Regions from separate parts of the Gossypium hirsutum genome. Here region 2 is linked to region 1. The links are chromatin contacts, called in public Hi-C maps. All regions are on one chromosome and are shown on one strand. The core of a region is the stretch at or near the end of the contact, and the rest is flanking DNA. Distances in the headings are between cores, read along the strand shown. Region 1 holds the start of LOC107956037 (pollen-specific leucine-rich repeat extensin-like protein 3). Region 2 holds the start of LOC107894252 (peptidyl-prolyl cis-trans isomerase CYP40).

What was found. Hi-C and Micro-C count contacts between places; a contact is called where the count stands out from the background.
Region 2: a contact with region 1 is called in a Hi-C map of leaf, with 2.0 times the contacts expected there. The contact joins the promoter of LOC107894252 here to the promoter of LOC107956037 in region 1. A contact is called at or near these places in 2 of 34 Hi-C or Micro-C datasets (hypocotyl and leaf).

Annotation. Positions count from the first base shown.
Region 1 is chrA13:4,505,507-4,509,716 of Gossypium_hirsutum_v2.1, forward strand. It overlaps LOC107956037 (pollen-specific leucine-rich repeat extensin-like protein 3), which reads left to right and starts at 1,651. Exons shown (of 1, transcript XM_041084551.1): 1 at 1,651-3,624. The coding sequence starts at 1,708. The coding sequence ends at 3,426.
Region 2 is chrA13:4,633,970-4,638,498 of Gossypium_hirsutum_v2.1, forward strand. It overlaps LOC107894252 (peptidyl-prolyl cis-trans isomerase CYP40), which reads left to right and starts at 3,196. Exons shown (of 10, transcript XM_041084555.1): 1 at 3,196-3,307; 2 at 3,632-3,856. The coding sequence starts at 3,677.

The DNA of each region.
Region 1 (4,210 bases), core at 401-2,900:
ACGTGTATGTCATGTCAGTAATTAATTTTTTTAATTCAAAAAAATTATAATATTTTAAAATTATCAGGAAAGAAATTTATAATTTTTAATATTTTTTAAAATTTTAAAATATTTTTTGAATTTTCTAAAATTTTAAAAATATAATATAATTTTAGGAATTTAAAAAAAATAATTGTTGAAGTCGCATTACACAAAAAAATATCAAATTCTATGTTTTTAAATTTTGTCGACATGATTATTCTTATCTTGACACGATCCCAAAACTTATTCAATTAATTTAAGTTATTTAAATTAGTAATTTCAACTTGTTTAATTTAAATTTTAAAATAATTAAAAATTAAATTAATTTTAGTTTAAAATAATTAAATTTGAAAAGATTTGACTTTCAAATTTAAATGATTTGAACTTAAAATTATTACAAATTCAAAAATCGAAATGATATAAAATAATTTATACTTAAAAATTGATCCAATTAAAAGTATATTTTTAAACTTAACTAAAAACTATAACATCTAACTAAAGTTTTGAATATTGTATAATATATCTAAATCATAAAAATAAAGAAAAATAAAATTTATCATAAAATCCAGAGTTATAACATATTAGTATATGTAAAAAGAATATTTGATGTAAGGTCAGTACATATATTTTATATACAATTAATTAATAATAAAATAACATATTATTATTGAACCTCATGTGATGGGTTGATGGTTAAGAGTATTTACTGCCCTAAGTGTGGTCTGTATTCGAGTCACGCTAGTCGCATTGGTTGTTTGCATTTTGTCCTATTATTATAATTCACAAAAAAATAACATATTACAAAAAAGATTAAGAGTTCAAAAATATCAAAAGTTTTTAAGGTTAACAAGTAGAAAGCAATTGGTTAAAATATGCTATCGGCTTTTTCTCTTAATAAATTTGAAATTTAGTCATTATAATTTTTTCAATTTTTAAATTTAGATCTATTTGTTAACACTATACAAATATTTTTTTATTAAATTTATTGGTGCAATATTTTAAAATAAAAAAGTACTTGTTCGGTGGCTATGTAACCAATAAAAATAATGTTCAACAAAATAATTCTAACTGTATAAATACTTGAATTTTAAAATCCGAAAAGTAGAGGTACTAAAGTTCTAGAAATAAAAGCGCAAAAATTAAATTCTAAATTTACAAAAAAAATGTAAAAACTTATGACATATTTTAAGCAAAATAATTATATTCACCAAATACTAAGCATGATTCAATTATCATTTGAAAATAAATTACATTTAATATATTAGTTTAATTCAAGTAAAAAAGTATTAATCTTAATTAGTATAATTAACAATGCTAAAAAATTGAACAAATTAATAATATATATAAAAATAGAATGACCAAATTATACTAAATTGAAGCCTAGAAACTAAATCTAGAATTTTAAAAATAGTAGGAGGACCAAAACCAGAATTTTACCTATTATAAACAAAGGGTAGAAGTACAATTCAATCTCGGTCGAGTGGTGGTTGCATTTATATCTATATACATGCGATACGTTTCACCTGTAAAATTACCGGAACTCCTAATTATATGTGAACCAGCAATCTTTTCGGTAACTAAAACAAGAACCCAACATCCCATTCGTCCTCTATATAAACTCTGTCTTACATCTCCATCAACAACATTGTCTAAGCAGCCTTGGGCATTCCAAGGTGAATAAATAAAATGGCAAGTCGTCAAAGTTTTCAGGCCTTCGGCTGCTTAACTTTTTTCTCTTGTTTTCTATTTTGTTCATACACACCCACTTTCGCATTAAACGACGTCGAACAATCTTACATCGCTCGACGTCAACTATTGGCACTCCGTGAGAATGGTGAACTCCTTGATGGGTATGAATATACGGTGAAAACGACAGAGAAATTCGAGAATGAAAGGCTTAGGAGGGCTTTCATTGCTCTTCAAGCATGGAAGAAGGCTATGTACTCTGACCCCAAGAACATCACGAGCAACTGGATCGGGCCCAATGTGTGTGATTACAAAGGAGTGTATTGTGTCCGAGCACTGGATGAGCCCAAATTAAAAGTTGTGGCTGGTATTGATCTTAATCATGCTGACATCGCCGGTTACCTTCCGGTGGAATTGGGGTTGCTGACCGATGTTGCATTGATCCATTTAAACTCTAATAGGTTTTGCGGGATCATCCCCGAGAGCTTATCCAAGCTTACACTTATGCATGAATTTGATGTTAGCAACAATCGGTTCGTGGGGGCTTTCCCCAAAGTTGTACTGTCATGGCCGAGCGTCAAGTATATTGATCTCCGATTCAATAATTTTGAAGGTTGTTTACCACATGAGCTCTTCGAAAAGGATCTGGATGCATTGTTTTTGAACGATAATCGCTTCACTTGCAACATCCCTGAAACAATCGGCAAATCGTCTGTCTCTGTTGTGACATTCGCCAACAACAAGTTCAAAGGATGTATCCCACGTAGCATTGGCAAGATGTCGAACTTGGACGAGATCATTTTCTCAAACAATAACCTCGGTGGTTGTTTCCCTCAAGAAATTGGATTGCTTCGCAATGTTACTATTCTCGATGTTAGCAAGAACTCGTTCGTGGGTAGCTTGCCAGCAAACTTTTCGAGCTTGGAGAAGGTTGACGTTTTGGATATTTCTGGGAACAAGTTGACGGGGAGTATGCCGGAGGATATTTGCAAGTTGCCAAGCTTGTCTAGTTTCAAGTTTTCTTACAACTATTTCAGTGAGGAGCATATGGCTTGTACAAAACCTGAAAGGAAGAACATTGAGGTGGATGATACTGGTAATTGTGTGGCTGGTCGGATGAAGCAGAAGACAGATAAAGAGTGCAAACAGGTGGTGAGTAACCCGGTTGATTGTAGCAAGGACAAATGTACTGGAGGGTCTCCACCTTCTAAGCCTAAATCACCACCACTACCACCGGTCCACTCCCCACCCCCACCAGTGCACTCACCACCCCCACCAGTCTTCTCACCACCACCACCACCAGTCCACTCTCCACCCCCACCCGTTCACTCCCCACCCCCACCAGTGCACTCCCCACCCCCACCAGTCTTCTCACCACCACCACCACCAGTCCACTCCCCACCCCCACCCGTCCACTCCCCACCACCACCAGTCCACTCGCCACCCCCACCCATCCACTCACCACCACCACCCGTCTACTCACCACCACCACCACCAGTCCACTCCCCACCTCCACCCGTCCACTCACCACCACCACCCGTCTACTCACCACCACCACCAGTCTACTCCCCACCCCCACCAGTACAATCTCCACCTCCACGAACTCCATCTCCTCGTCCTGTTGTGTCTACACCACCACCTACAAAAAATATTGTCCTCCCACCAAACATAGGATTCGAATACCAATCGCCACCTCCACCAATGTTTCCAGGCTACTAAATAGTACTACAGCCTTAACATCTTTGTATTGTATATTCTCACTCTCGGGTATAAAAGGAAAAAGAAAAGGGCCATAAATTACAATTCATGTCATTACCTTTTCTTTTTCACTGTTCTCTTGCATTTGCAATTTCTATTCAAATTGTAACATCAATGTGAAAGCTCTTATATTTATATATAAATCTTAATTACTACTAACTTTCATCTTTTCCCTCATAATCTTTTCTTAATATTGGAAAAACAAATATCAGCATGTTGACTTGGTTTCGGGTTGCATTAATTTCAATCCAATCAATTTCATTTTTGGATCATTTTTGTTTTTTTAAGTTGGGTTATTTTAGGTTTTTCCTTCAAGACTAACACTTAATTTTGAGTTACTTATACATGTTTTTTTAGTTCGAATCTTTTTAATTATTATTTATATGAAGGTAGGTTTGATTAGTTACTTTTTGCTCCTTATTCCAATTTGATGTCTGGTTAGTTTAGTTACAATAAATGAGTTCTTTTTTAGGAAAATACAAATTAAAAAATCTCTATTCATGACCTAATTAAATAGAAAGGATAATAAATAAATAAAATGATACAATAAATACTAAAGATTTCTTTTGAACCTTTAAATTGCTATTTCAATGAGTTGTTATTTATCAATAAAAATTAAATGCTTCCTAACAAATTTGACATTTTACATTGAATTAACCGCTTCACCTTCAATCTCGACGACTGACTAAAAAATGAGTTATTATGATTTTGAGTAAGCCGCTATGGTGAAATCGGTAGACACGTT
Region 2 (4,529 bases), core at 1,946-4,445, 130 kb after region 1:
ACTAAACAACCATAGGAAAAATAAGCAAACCAAGTGTTTGAGTAAATGCTCTCAAAGTATTTCTATTAATTTTGAAGAATTACAATAGAGTGATTTCAAATGAAAGGGAGGACCTCTATTTATATTTGAGTTCCCAAATCTAACGGTAAGATTAAATTACATTGATGGCCGAGATTAAAGCCTATCTGCAAGATGAGAGTCTTAAGAGATTTAAACACTATACAATCTTATCCTTTAGGATTACAAAATATTAATCATGATAACTCTAGTTTTATTGGAATGTTTAACCAGGCCACCAAAGCTTAAAGTAGATGACTTTCTCCATATGTTTCATGAATTAGGCCAATTAAAATGGGTCAAATGAGCCCCATTTAATTAGTTGACCTCCATAAGACATTTTGTGTGCATTCATCACAAGTTTCAATCCATGGCTCATGACACAAGGCTCTCGATGACCAGACCTTAGATAATAGTCTTGTATAAACCTTAAATTTAAATAATATTTTTAAGAAAATTAAATATATATTGATACATGAGTAATAAAAATTAATTATTATTCAATTATTAAATATGAAAAAAATTAAATATATACATATGCATATATTGATAATATTTAAGTGCAAGCAACTGCATTACAATTGTGATAAGAATGGGTTACAGAACTATAAATCTAAATCCACACAAAGTTATCACTAAACTAGTGTAATTAGACACCATATCAATAAATTTTTAATTTAGAGCACAAATGGTAATTTGAAAATGAAAATGTGCACTCTGGGACATAGCAAAAGCATGCATAATAGGGGGCCGTCCATTTGAAACCATAAAAATCATTAAAAATGATGATAGGAGAAGGATTTTTTTGAATATGAAGCTCATACGTATCATTATGTCAATGATGAAATTATAAAATCAGAGAAACTATGAAATTAAAGGACAGAAATTATACACCAAATTTCAGCACAGTAAAGAGGCTAAATGGAGTGATATATTGTTGCAATATGATCAGCAGCTGTTGGCAGCTTGAAAAGTTGATTGATAGGGAAAAACAAGCCTAAAATGCCACCACCAATGTTAATATCAACGATGTGGAACTAAAAAGCATCGCAGATTGAACCGAAATAGAGTATGACGTTGATCTCAAGGCATTGAAATTAAAGTTGGATGCTGTACCTACTGACTCATAACAGTATATTCAAGATGTTGGTTTCAACATGGAAAAGAATATATGAGGGTCCCTTTGTTTAATATGAGTGCATGCAAGTTTCCAATCAAACCAAATTTCTTAATATATCAGCCTAGAGAGCAGTGAGAACATCAGAAAAGACAGATCCTTCAAAACAAGATGTTATTTATTAGGAAACATTATGCCAAAACAATAATTAGTTTATTAATTATCATAATTTCCCACAAATCTTGAAATACCAATGAAAGTGGAAAGTTCATTGTCATCCCCTCCACTCTCTTGTAAAAGGCAATAGGGCATGTTAGAGTCAAGCTTACGTGGACTCAATATTCACATTCATAACATAGGCCATCATTATTCATAAGTGGGCAACAAGCAAAGTTGTTAAAACCCTCCACCACCTAGCTAATTGTAAATCGGGTTAGCCTTTGTTTTTTTGTTTTTTTCCCGGCTTTTTGCCTTTGAAAGCCCCCACAATTCCACCTTGGGTGGGCTTCCCATTCAATCGCATTCCACTACGTACATATACTTTTGACAATACGATTAGGTTAAACCATGACAGTAGAATCAGATTGGATTGAGATTTAAATCACTTAAGTTGGATATTGGGTAGTATACAAGATAAAAATGGACGGTTGAATTAGTTAAATTAATTTTTATAATTTATAAATATTTTTATATTTTATTTAATTAAAATCAAATTAATCATGTTGGAATTGAGAATTGATAGTTTAATTGGTTGAATCACTTGTTCGATTTTTAAAATCATGGATTAAACTAGTACGTTACCTCATGTTTCCCACTGGGTTACTTTCTTTTTGTTTTTTAAAGTAAAAAGTTGAAAGTTAAAAGTTAAAATAGGTTTCAAATCCTTATATTCTTGGTAGATTTGAAATTTGGTCACTCATATTTTTATTTTTAAGAATTTAGTCATTTACTTTTCAGATTTAAAAATTCAGATTTAGTTGCTAATATTGTTAGTTAAAAAAAAGATATCAATTTTTTTATGAAATCAAAAGATAAATTATTGTTTTAGACATAGATTGTTTTAGGTCAAATTATGGTCATGATCCCACTACTATGTTTAAATTTTGGATTTAGTATCTATATTTTAATATGGTTCTTGTACTTTTATAATATCAAGTTAGTCCAAAGAGTTGATCCCTTTAATTATTTTAATTAAAATACTCATTCCGACTTATCATATTCGAAATAGATTTTTTTTTTGTGTTGAATAATGCTTTTAAAAAAAATTTACGTCAATATTTTAATTAGAAAAATTAAAGATGTTAACAATTTGGATTAACTAATATCATTGTAAAAGTAAATGACGAAATTATATCAAATTAAAATATAAATACTAAATTCCAAATATGAGCATAATAAAAGGATCAATGAGAGAAGTGGGCATTCTTTTTCTATATAGATACATAAATTTCCCCTCTAAAAACATCTTTTTAATATATACAAATATCTATATCGCCACCATAAGTTAAAATGTTCATTTTTAAGAAAAAGTTAGCTTCATTATTTTAACCGAAATAATTAGAGATAATAGCTATTTGAACATATTAGTGCCATTATTTTTAAGAAAACATTTTTTAGAGCTTTAATGTTAAAACATATTAAATTGAAATATTATTTTTTTAGGAAAGACCCAAAATTAATTTTTTTATTTAATCGAGTGGTTAAAATGGATTAGATTAAAACATTATATTTTAAGAGGAGTTAGAAATATAATTAAACCATGTAATTAAGTGGTTTTACGAAAACAAATCGTTTAAAATTGAAGTCATTTTGGGTTCGAATATAATTTAATTATTAAAAAAATTATAGAAAAAGCCAAAAATGTGGCAGCTTATCCAAACATCTTACATTGACATATTAACAAACATGTTGTGCGCAAAATTCCAATCAATTATAAGTTGATTATCTGAAGCTGACAATTTTGGTGTAGGGTTTGATGAATTAAAAATCTATCAACAAAATCAAAAACAAAATCCCAAGATTTGTCTTTGCGTACAAAGTACAATACAAAGCAGAATCTCTCAATCATGCTGACATCTCTCCGTATGCTGCCTGTCCTATGAGGTGTAAAAACAATCAAATCATTTATAGAAGGTAATCAATGCCCCCTGAAAGAAAAGGAAATACATAAAAAAGGGGTTAATCAATGAAATAACAAAGTGCAATGTATTTTATTGTTCAATTATTTTATACACAAAAAAAGAAAAAAAAATAAGCAGTGAGAGAGAGAAGGGGGAGCCGCAGACCAGTGCCTCGCCGAAACTTCAAAGAGTCACAGACCCCAATTTTTTTAATGGATAATAAATAAATTAAAAAAAGAGAAAATAATGGGACTAGGGTTTTACAGATGGAAGTCTCTGGAGAGAAAGAGTAGGTAATTATTTATTTATTTATATATGTGTATGTATGTATGTATAGGTACAAAGAGAGAAAGAAAGGAAAGAAAAGGGAGATTATTATAGTATGAATATGATGAGGAGGCAACGATGTTATTTGGATATAAGCATTGGAGAAGAGCTTGAGGGAAGGATAATAGTGGAACTGTTCAATGATGTAGTACCCAAAACTGCAGAGAATTTCAGGGCTCTTTGCACTGGTGAAAAGGGCATTGGCCCTAACACTGCTGTTCCTCTCCACTACAAGGTCCCTTATTCTCTTTCTCTCCCTTTTTGTTTTACCTTATTGTAAGGATTTTGCTTTCTGGGGTCTTTGCTGGTTTTGCTTATGGTTGTATGAAATGGCTTTTGTGTCTTTGAACTTGTCCAAAGTAACGGGGTTTTCTTTTCTTTGTGTTCTTGGAATGAGAGATTGATTTTTTTCCAGATGTTGTATATAAGTAATTCATGCTGTTTATTTGTTGTCAACTTGAATCTTGTTGTTGTTGTTGTTACTTGTTTCCTGATTTTGCTGATGGATCTTTTGAACAAGAAAATCTGGAATCACTTGGAATTTTGTTTTGGTTGTTTACTTGTGTCAATCTCCAAGTTTTTGAGGTTTTTCTGTGATTGTTTCTTCATTCTATAGTAAAAGCTTCAATCTTTTTGATCATCCTCAACATACCTTGACATCAGTTTCTGGCAACCAGCATGTCATTAAGGTTCAATTGTTCTCATCTTTTTTGCTTTAGTAATGCCATGTTAACTCATCTTTAATCAGATGGAAGAAAGTAGAGATGTCATCTAACTTTTTGTGATGCTACCAATGGTTTGTCTATGAAATGCTCTTACGCTGTAGTGCTGGTTTTGAGACCTAGAAATAGAAAAACTTAGGGGGTACTTGCTTTGACTTAAATCATATTCATGATCTTGATTTTAAT